Linked DNA regions of Ovis aries: region 2 is linked to region 1. The links are chromatin contacts, called in public Hi-C maps. All regions are on one chromosome and are shown on one strand. The core of a region is the stretch at or near the end of the contact, and the rest is flanking DNA. Distances in the headings are between cores, read along the strand shown. Region 1 holds the start of MTX2 (metaxin 2). Region 2 overlaps HOXD3 (homeobox D3).

What was found. A called contact is a pair of places that touch in the nucleus more often than the background predicts.
Region 2: a contact with region 1 is called in a Hi-C map of hypothalamus, with 2.0 times the contacts expected there. The contact joins the enhancer-like site here to the promoter of MTX2 in region 1. A contact is called at or near these places in 2 of 16 Hi-C or Micro-C datasets (hypothalamus and skin fibroblasts).

What each region holds. Positions count from the first base shown.
Region 1 is chr2:133,864,635-133,869,863 of ARS-UI_Ramb_v3.0, reverse strand. It overlaps MTX2 (metaxin 2), which reads left to right and starts at 1,812. Exons shown (of 12, transcript XM_060409738.1): 1 at 1,812-2,050.
Region 2 is chr2:133,959,836-133,965,717 of ARS-UI_Ramb_v3.0, reverse strand. It overlaps HOXD3 (homeobox D3), which reads left to right. Exons shown (of 5, transcript XM_060411097.1): 4 at 177-5,882. The coding sequence ends at 934. Among named protein-coding and RNA genes, the nearest start is that of HOXD1, 13 kb to the right of the region's middle. Within about 2 kb of position 3,472, at least 19 of the 54 cell types and tissues checked have an H3K27ac peak or open chromatin away from gene starts, as enhancers often do. A contact at or near this core is called in hypothalamus, where this site is marked.

The DNA of each region.
Region 1 (5,229 bases), core at 563-3,062:
TTATTCTGCGTAGTTACAGTGGGTTTCCCTGGTGGCTCAGACGGTAAAGCATCTGCCTGCAATGTGGGAGACCTGGGTTCGATCCCCGGGGCGGGCCGGGGTCGGGGGGAAGATCCCCTGAAGAAGGAAATGGCAACCTACTCCAGTACTCTTGCCTGGAAAATTCCATGGACAGAGAAGCCTTGTAGGCTACAGTCCATGGGGTCTCCAAAGAGTTGGACACGACTGAGCGACTTCACTTCACATAGTTACAGAAGTATTTCTTGTGATGTAAACTTGTAGGATTTATTCTCTTAGCAACTTTTAAATATGCAGCACATTATTACTGTATCATGTATTGCTGTGCTGTACATTATATACTCTTGACTTATTTTATAACTAGAGAAGTTTGTACCTTTTTATTTCTTACACCCTGCCTCTGTCACCCACCAATCTGTTCTTTGTAACTATAAGCTTTCATTTCTTCTGTTTTTTTTTTTTTCATGTATAAGTGAGATCACATGGTATTTGTCTTTCTCTGACCTATTTGTTAGGATAATGCCCTCAAGGTCCATCTATGTTGTTGCAATGGCAGTATTTCATTATTTTCTAGGGCTGAATAATATCTCTTTGTATGGATGTATATACAGTGTACCTATATATTGTGACCTTGGGCAAACCACTTATGTTTTTAAGCCTCAGGCTTCCCTGGTGGCTCAGCTGGTAAAGAATCCGCCTGCAACGCTGGAGGCCTGGGTTCGATCCCTGGGTTGGGAAGATCCCTTGGAGAAGAGAATGGCTGGAGCCATTCTCCAGCATTCTGGGCTGGAGAATTCCATGGACTGTATAGTCCACCCGGTTGCAAAGAGTCCAACAAGACTGAGTGACTTTCACTTTCTTATTTGCTTCAGCTACTTTCTCTCTGGCAAGCATGGTTGAGTAAAGAAATAATTAAACAATGTCTGTCCATGGACCAATCAACAGTAGCTGAATAAAGGAAATTAATGTGGATTTGAAATCTGGGCTTGAGTGGACTCCCTGGGAAGGCAGTTTAACCTTCCTAAGCCTGTTTCTTTACCTGTAAAAGGGCAATAAGATCTCACCCGGTTGTTTAGAGGATGAAATGAAATAGAATACTGTATATATATTTTAAGTCTGGTATTCAGTGGACGCTTAGGAATGCTACAGTAATACGTGGAATCTAAAAAATACAACAAAGTAGTGAATATAACAACAACAACAACAAAAAGACAAATAGAGAAAACAAATTAATGGTTACAAGTGAGGAGGAGGAAGGGGCAATACACGAGTGGGAGTGTGGGAGGTACAAACTACTGGATGCAAGATAAGCTACAGGGGATAAGCAGGACACAGGGATATAGGTAATATTTTGTAATGCAAATGGAGTTTAACCTTTAAAAATTGTACAAACATAAAATTTAAAGGAAATGGCAACCCACTCCAGTATTCTTGTCTGGAAAATCCCATGGACAAAGGAGCCTGGCGGGCTACAGCTAATGGGGTTGCAAAGAGTCGGATACGACTAAGTGATTGAGCACATAGAATCATGAGCTGCCTCTTGTTTGAAATCACTTAAAAAAAAACCAAAACTTATTTGCTTACAAAAATTTCGCTTGGAAAGGAAACTGAAAACTTCTGGGGTACACCCGCCCACGCTGTACGCCAGAGTCGGGAATCAGATACTCTTCCCTTCTCCCTCACCCTTCCCGGGGTGGCCCCCAGCGGCCGGGAGCCCGGGGACAGGAAATGCCAAAGAAGGCGGAGGCGGGGCCGGCGGAAGCGCTCGCGCGCCGCTGTCAGCTGCGCCGGAAGTTCCTGGCCAGGCCTGGCGGTAACCTTGGAGTCTCAGCCGGTGGTGCTGCCGCCGCAGTCGCCGCGGGGGTGGGCTTTGGGAATCCGAGCGTCAGCCGGAGTCAGGCCTGTTAGGTGCCCGGAGCCTCCGGGGTTGCGCGGGAGTTCGCTGAGGATCTCGGGGAGCAGGAACTGCGGGCGCAGGGCCGCCCAGCCGACATGTCTCTAGTTGCGGAAGCCTTAGTCTCCCAGATCGCAGGTAGCGTGTGTGGCCGCGGACCCGGACGGAGGCGGGGGCCGGCGTGGGGTAGTCGTAGGGAGCAGTGCGGCTTTAAGCACTGCAGCTTTCCTCCAGCCTTGCAGCATTAGACGCTGAACCCAAGCTTCGGGATAGAGGCGGGCACTGACTACCATCTCCTGGATGAGAAAACGGGGAGAAACGTGGCTAAGGTCAGCCTGGAGGAGTGGAAATCCCATGCGTTTTTCCTGGGCAGTGCTTTGTCCAGCTACCCATTGGGTCTGGAGGTGTTGGGATAAGTGGAGAACGCTGTGGGCTGGAATTAAGGTGAGGGGCGTGGCCATATCCGAGAGCTTCAGAGTTAAGTATGGGGGCAGCCTCGGTGTGGGACCTGAAGTTCAAGGTGCATGTCACTAATGAGTCGCCATTGTCATTTGAGAGGCCAATGAAGTTTCATCTCAGAGCAGCACAGTATTGCCATTTGCTAGGTCTTCAGCATTCACTGACACATTTTAAAGACTGCATGAATTTTTTGAAACACCTTTGACATGATGGACTGAATATGACTGTTGTAAATAGAGTTACAGTATATTTTGAAAATTTCTGTTATTGAATATATTTCTGTTATCGAGGTTCTTATTTACTGTAGTGAAAGATAGTAAATATTGTTGAGAAAGTGAGAGATTATTGTAGGTATAGGTTGATGGGTTAATCTTTAAATGGAGTTAGTCTTAAACGTCCTAGAAGTATTTTCATTGAGTACAGTAAATATTTAGTTACCCAGGATACTTAGGTACCTTTGCAATAAGGTAGTATTTTTGAAATGGAAAGTATTGAATGTCATGGAATTTGCCAAAATGTTTTTCATTACATCTTTGTTAAAATTCATTTCCTTTTTCTTTTTCTCACTCAAAAACATTGTCTTCTAAAAGTGAGGGAAGCTCCCACTAGATTGCAAGCTTCTTGAAGGCAGAAATGATACTTACATTGTTTCTAGTATCTTGAGGACCTGTCGGTGCTCAAGAAGTGACCTGAATCAATGAATAATCAATCTTGAGATTTCAAGCAATGATTATTTGTTTTTACTGTTCATGTTTTTTAAAAAGTTAGATCATGAATGTAGATGACTATATTAAAATATTTCATATATTTAATATTTAATATATTAAATATATAATATTTAATATATTAATACCATATTAAAATATTTCATAATGTATGCTGATACTGGTATACAGTATGCATGTTCCCTAATGTGTGATTTCTTAAGGAAGAAATGAATATCTTTTAATCAATCTGAAATTTTACTTCAATTACTGAAATTTAGGAGTTTCTATGAATTTGATCAGTCTGCCATCTTAGCCTGGAAAATCCCATGGATGGAGGAGCCTGGTTGGCTGTAGTCCATGGGATCGCGAAGAGTCAGACATGACTGAGTGACTTCACTTTCATTTTTCACTTTCATGCATTGGAGAAGGAAATGGCACGCCACTCCAGTGTTCTTGCCTGGAGAATCCCAGGGACGGGGGAGCCTGGTGGGCTGCCGTCGATGGGGTCGCACAGAGTCAGACACGACTGAAGTAACTTAGCAGCAGCAGCAGCAGCAGCCATCTTAGCTATTTGGGGTGATCACTCTAGGAGGAGGCATTTATAGATGGATAATTCAATAAGTGGTGTTGGGACAGCTCCTAAGTTATGACACTGCAAGAATAAATTCTAGATGGATTAAAAATTTAAGTGTAAAATAAGAACAAAAACCAAATTGTAATAAAATAATTAGGAAAAATATAGGTGATATAGTGTAGGATGCGGAGAAGGCAATGGCAACCCACTCCAGTAATCTTGCCTGGAAAATCCCATGGATGGAGGAGCCTGGTAGGCTGCAGTCCATGGGGTCGCAAAGAGTCAGACATGACTGAGCGACTTCACTTTCACTTTTCACTTTCATGCATTGGAGAAGGAAATGGCAACCCACTCCAGTGTTCTTGCCTGGAGAATCCCAGGGACAGGGGAGCCTGGTGGGCTGCCATCTATGGGGTCGCACAGAGTCAGACACGACTGAAGCAACTTAGCAGCAGCAGCAGCAGCAGTGTAGAATGCCTAAGCAAGACCCAGAGTTCAGAGTGCATGGAAGAAAAAATTAACAGAATTTTTGCAGATACATTTTAAAAGCTTCGTACGATGAGGCACATAAGTTTCTACAAATTAATAAGAAAAAGGCAGACCAACAGAATCAAAGATAAAGGATAAGAACAGGCAGTTTACTAAAGGGGAAATGCAAATCAGCAGTGAACATACGAAAAGATGCCCTCCATCACTAATTTCCACCCAGTCAGATGGGCAGAAATGAATATGATAAATTTTAGTACTGACTCTGGCATGGGGAAAACAGTTGTCCTCAAAGTATTGGGGAGTCTGTAAGAAACAGCTGGTTTTGGGGAACTTAACATAGCAATATTTATTTAAATGCTACTGCAGATGGTGATTGCAGCCGTGAAATTAAAAGACGCTTACTCCTTGGAAGGAAAGTTATGACCAACCTAGATACCATATTAAAAAGCAGAGACATTACTTTGCCAACAAAGGTCCGTCTAGTCAAGGCTATGGTTTTTCCAGTGGTCATGTATGGATGTGAGACTTGGACTGTGAAGAAAGCTGAACGCTGAAGAATTGATGCTTTTGAACTGTGGTGTTAGAGAAGACTTTTGAGAGTCCCTTGGACTGCAAGGAAATCCAACCAGTCCATTCTAAAGGAGATCAGTCCTGGGTGTTCATCGAAAGGACTGATGCTAAAGCTGAAACTCCAGTACTCTGGCCACCTCATGCAGAGTTGACTCGTTGGAAAAGACCCTGATGCTGGGAGGGATTGGGGGCAGGAGGAGAAGGGGACGACAGGATAAGATGGCTGGATGGCATCACTGACTATGGACGTGAGTTTGGTGATGGACAGGGAGGCCTGGCGTGCTGTGATTCATGGGGTCGCAAAGAGTTGGACACGACTGAGCGACTGAACTGAACTGAACTGACTCAGAAATTCTTCATGGGATTTATCTGATAGAAATATAAGGGCCAGTATTTATACAACTGTAGTAATTGTAGTATTATCTGTAATAGCAAAAACCCGGAGACATCCTAAATATATATTGTTACAGCATGCGTGGTCAGTTGTGTCTGACTCTTTGTGACCTCATGGATTGTAG
Region 2 (5,882 bases), core at 2,223-4,722, 94 kb before region 1:
TTTGAGTTCTGGGAATCTCTTGGAATCTCACCGCTCTAACGCCCCTCCCTCGCTCCAGCCAGGATTAAAGTGGGGTAAGGGGAGGAAGAGGAAGGAGTCAGGGAAGCACCCCTCTACGGCCCAAGGTGTCCCTACATCTCCCGCTCAGCGACCTCTCTCTCTCCCTCCCGGCCCAGGAGAGAGCTGCGAGGACAAGAGCCCGCCGGGCCCAGCGTCTAAGAGGGTGCGCACGGCATACACAAGTGCACAGTTGGTGGAGCTGGAAAAGGAATTCCACTTCAACCGCTACTTGTGCCGGCCACGCCGCGTGGAGATGGCCAACCTTCTGAACCTCACCGAGCGGCAGATCAAGATCTGGTTCCAGAACCGGCGCATGAAGTACAAGAAGGACCAGAAGGCCAAGGGCATCCTGCACTCGCCGGCGGGTCAGTCTCCGGAGCGCAGCCCGCCGCTCGGCGGCGCCGCGGGCCACGTGGCCTACTCAGGCCAGCTGCCACCTGTGCCCGGCCTGGCCTACGACGCGCCCTCGCCGCCCGCCTTCGCCAAATCTCAGCCCAACATGTACGGCTTGGCCGCCTACACGGCGCCGCTCAGCAGCTGCTTGCCTCAGCAGAAGCGCTACGCGGCGCCCGAGTTCGAGCCCCACCCCATGGCGAGCAACGGCGGCGGCTTCGCCAGCGCCAACCTGCAGGGCAGCCCGGTGTACGTGAGCGGCAACTTCGTCGACTCCATGGCGCCCGCGTCCGGCCCCGTCTTCAATCTGGGCCACCTCTCGCACCCCTCTTCGGCCAGCGTGGACTACAGTTGCGCCGCGCAGATTCCAGGCAACCACCACCACGGACCGTGTGACCCTCATCCCACCTACACAGATCTCTCGGCCCACCACTCGTCTCAGGGACGCCTGCCCGAGGCCCCCAAACTGACGCATCTGTAGCGGCCGCCACCGGCCCGAACTCGCGGCGCGATTACCTCTTTGGTTTTGGTGGCGGGGGTGGCGGGGCCCGCGGGGCAGCTCGGTGACCCCCTACTCCCTCGCTCTGGCCCGGTCCGCTGCCTCCCCGTCTCTGGGCCAACAGCGGCCGAGGCGCAGGCGCCTGGGCCTCCTTTCCAGGCGCACACTGTTTTGGGTGACTCGCCGTAAATCAGCCGCAAGGATTCTCCGCTGTTAAACCCGACAGTGCCACATACTGCGGACCGAGGGACTCTAATCTGGTAATGGTGTCCCGAAGGTAAGTCTGAGATCCATCGGCGGCGCGCCTCGCAGAGGGTCCGGGCCTAGCCCGCGTCTAGTTTAGTTGCGGAGACCTTAATTTATATGCTTCTTCCCGTCCCATAAGAATTGCATCGGACTCAACGATCTGTATTTATTATTTGAAGCGAGTCATTTCGTTTTCCTGATTATTTATCCTCGTCTTAATGTATTTATGTGTATATTCGTAGAGTTCTCCAGCCGAGTTTAGGAACGCGCTCCCGGGCCGCGGGGGGCCACATATCACCTCTTTAGTCCCCTTGCTCTAAACTAGTTGAGAGAGTAGTTTTGAACAGTTGTAACCGTGGCTGGTGTTTGTAGTTGTAAAGGATTAAGACCGCAAATTGTCCTTCACGGGTAGAGTCAGGCGGCCCCATGGCGTGGCACGACACTCGTTATTCTTTCCCCAACAGCCACAGCCCTCGCCACAGTTTATTGATTTCAAATTGTCTGGTACTATTTGAACAAATATTTAGAATAAAAAATTTCTCAGTCGGAAGTGTATCTGTGTTAATCACCCACACTTGCAAGTAGGTCTCTCTGCCTTTATCTTGTGCACAATCCCAGAGGAACCCCGCCCCCCCCCCCCCCCCCCAGGCTAACCCTGTGAAAGGTTGTTTCCACTTACTTGGAATCTAGTACACAAATTGGTTCTGGGGAATACTTGATTATTTTCTAGCTATTGACTTCAGAGGGTGCAATATCTGAAGATGCAAACCTAGAAATGTTCTGGGTGGGATGATCTGGGTAGGGTGTTTCTCTGCTGCCTGTTTTACTGTTTCTACCGCCCTCTTTCTAGATACAGATCCACCTTTTTAGGTTGCACTTACATTGGGGAGGCCAGAGCTCACTTTTCTGCATTAAGTAGTTAAAAAAAACTTTGAAAGAAAACTGACAATCAAAGAAAAGATACAAGAGAAGTCATAAGAAGAATTGAACAATGAAAAAGCTGAGATGCAGAAAAAGAAACGATCATTTGAAGCCATGCACCTAAGCTTTTTCTGTCGGAAATGCCCTCACGATTTTTTCCTTATAGAAATCAGTGGTTCATTTCTAAAGAAAACAAACGTTCCCCACGATGTAAAGTAATAAAAGTTTCATTAATGGAACATACTAAGTATAAACACTTTGTTTACTCCTGTTTCTTTGTACAAAATGGGCAAAATGTCTTCGAGGATTTATAACCGTTTTGTAAATATTAGCGTGGTTTTAACTGGGGCAGACTGCTTAGACCGGCTTCTCTAGGAGGAGGCACTCGGAAAACGCCTTCAGATAAGGTTCGGTTCTTTTGTATTTCAGCAAAGTCGGCCCACGCATCTCTATTTGATTTGACAAATAATGCAACTCCTACTACATCCCCGGTGACACGAGGTGAAATTTCTATTGTGTGGAAATCATTTAACTTCTAATCTTCTGGTGGAACAACAATCGTTTCTATTTGGATGTTTGTGTTTCGCTAAATAATTATGGCTCAAAATAATATTTAGTTTCCTTGTTCCTTTGTGCTGTTTTTAAAATGGCATGTTAGATTGGGGGCGGGAGGGAATTATCCTTTTTGCTAAATTTCACTTTATCTGAGCAGGTTTAAAGTATACATGTTGTAGAAGTGTATCAAAAGAATAAATGACTTCAACCGAAGGGATATTTTACCCACGTTCAAGGCTTAAAATTGTTTTTCTATGAAATTTGCATCCATAGGCAGAATTTCTAATTGTCTTGTAAGAAATTATTTTTTAAAGCTATTAGGGAAATCAAAGGAGAGCTTGCTGCCTTGCAGGGATTACAACAACCTTTCTTAACTGGCTAAATATTAAATAGATGAATTGTCAGGCTGTTTAGATTCAGCCCGGTTTTCCCCTCATCTCCTCTTCCTACCATAAATAATAATAAAAATACATAATGCATCACGGCTCCAGGCGTTTTCCAGCGCGGTGTGTTACCGCAGGAGTATCTGCTGAGTCTGCGGGTGTCTGCAAGGCCCCAAGTGTCATCTGCGGCTTAGGGTTTCATGGATTAGATTTTAAACGGTGTCTGGCCCGGTTGACATCAGCCTCCTCTCCCACTCAGGCTCCAAAGAAGCGCGGGGTTGGGAGCTCCCTCTCCAAGCAGCTGCAGCCGCCCCAAAGCACACCCTCACTAGCAGAGTGGGAGTCCTCTCCCACCTCTGGAAAAGGTTCCCCGAGGCTTCCGGGAGCGACTCGAATAGATGTGTTCCTGCCCCTGGCGTGAGCGTCATGTGATGACCACACTCGGTCGCTCCCGGAGCGAGTGGGGGCGGCGGCCAGTCTTGGGAAGGCCCTTCCCGCGCGGCCGCCAGCCAGGGCGAGAGCGGAGCCCGCGCACAGCCATTTAAAACTGCATGAATTATAAACAAGCTGCCTTGTCCTTCGCCATAAATTCTGCTCTTTTTGAGCCTGCAATTAGTGTTAGGAAGCACCAGAGTCTAAACACAACCAAACACCCTCTGAAGGGTCCAACTGCCCGAGGTTGCAAAGCTTTATTTATTTCCCACTGCCACCCCCGCCGCAGCCCGAGATTTGCGCAGTCTCCTCCCCCACCACCGCCGGCGGTACGCAGCCGGCTGGGTTCCCGCTCCGCGAGAGAAGGTCACAATAGCTGCTCTATCGGCGGAGGCGCCCGCCTCCCCCTTCTCGGGTCTCTGGAAGGCAGAGAAAGGACGGTGGGGGAGGGGAGCGCGGGCCCGCAATGGCGCCCCAGGCCCAGGCCGCTCCTTCTCCCGCGGAGGACCTGCAGCGGGAAGGGGCGCGTCTGCAGCGGAAGGACACCGCCACTCCAGACCGAGGCTTCTTCCCGGGAGCGGCGCGCGGGCTCCGTTGGGAGCTCACCACGGCCTCGAGGAGGCTGCCTGCTGGCCCCTCGCCGCCGAGCGCTGCTGGGTCGAGGGGGCCCGCAGTAGCGGGCCTTCCGGGAGCAGCGGCGCCATTGCGAGTGCGGCTTCCCACGGGCCCCGCGGCGGGGAGGCCGCACAAAGGCGGCAAGGCGTCCGACACCCGCCGGCGGGGAGGGGCCGGCCTCGCTGCGGGCCTTGGGCTGGGGAGGTTAACCCCTTTGCCCAAGAGCAGGAAATGGTTCTTTGGCTCTGGCCGTGGCCGGTTCTGCCTCCCCCCGCCCCCCTTACTTAGACCCATTGGAGGGAGGTCTTATCAGGGAGGTTGTGGGCGATTCTCCTGGGACCAGAAGAAAGGGGTCAGGGCTCCAAGCCCAGGCCTACGGATGGGGGTGGAAGTCATTTGGGAGCCCCCTGGTCTGTCTTGCCAATCAAACGTGAATTAAAGCAGGGTTGAGATGAAGTAGCTGGAATGATCAGCTGCAGAATGAGAGCTGGGGGTGGGAAAAGATTTAGGGACAAGGAGACCCTGCCCTGGCTACCAAAGAGAAACTCAAGACCCAGCCTGCAGTGGAGTGAGAAAACCCTACTGAGTTAGCCAAGGGGATAGGGAAGTTGCAGAGGAAAGGTGGCAAGAAAGGGCGATAAGGCATTCACCCTCCTGGCTTTCAGACCTCAGCCTTATCTAAGGACCTCACAGAGAAAAATCCTTCTCAGATGGAATCATTTGTTAACTATCCATTTGTACCATTTCTTTGTAGAGGCTTCCAAATAAGAGAGGGAGAGAATACAGAGCAAGTGCTTGCCCCTTGGTGCATCCGCAAGCTTAGTCCCTATCAGAGACGCATCAGCGAAATTGGTTTCCCAGGCCCCAGAGGCTGCTAACCTTGCTGAAAAGCATTTTTAAAATTTGTATCTGTAAGGAGTACTTTAAAGGTGGTAATTAACCATAGTAGTTACTCATCCCTCTCCCTCCCCCATTCTGTACTGGCCAACTGACCCTTGAGTGAAGTGATCTCAGCCAGCAGGCTTGAGCACCTAGGCTCCCCATCTGTTGAGGTTTTTCATTAAGGAGAGTGAAGTGTGGGTGTATGAATAACAAAGGAGAAACCCAACATTCTAAAAAAGTGTTTCTCTTCTTGACCTGGGGGAGCCAGAAGCCTGTTTACACCATGGATATTCAAGGGACATCCCAGGCCTGTTTAGACTTTATCCTGAGAATTAGTTGAAACTGCCTCCTGAAGTCAAGAATGGGTTAATCCCAGTTACAGAATCCAGGAAGGTCCTCTTCATCTGGCAACTCTTGGCATTACTCTGGTCCTTCTTTCAGAAACTGTAGGAAAAGAACAAGATGAACAGCAGTTCATATTAAGTAAATAAAAAGAGACAGAAGGCTCCAGTTCCCACAGGCCTATAGTCTGATTACTTCAGGGCACTGCAACTTTCTAGAGAGGGGATGTAGCTATGGCTTGGGTGAGCAGGCCTATTCCTTGACACTTCAGGCACAGGGAAGTGAGGCTGAGTCGCCAGCTGCACCCACAGCACCTCTGAGAACTGGCTTTCGTGGAGCTCTCTTGTAGAAGGGTCTGGATGGAGAGAACAAACAGGGTAGATGAATCCTGTGCACTTACTGCATTGGTGATGCTGGTGGTAGAGAAGATCATTACAGAGGATGAAATCTTAGTTATCACTGCTCCCTTGTCTTCTACTCCAGCTACAAAGCCCTTTATTTTGGGTGCCCAGAGTTGCCCAAATGCATTTATTATTATATGCCTGGCCCAAAAC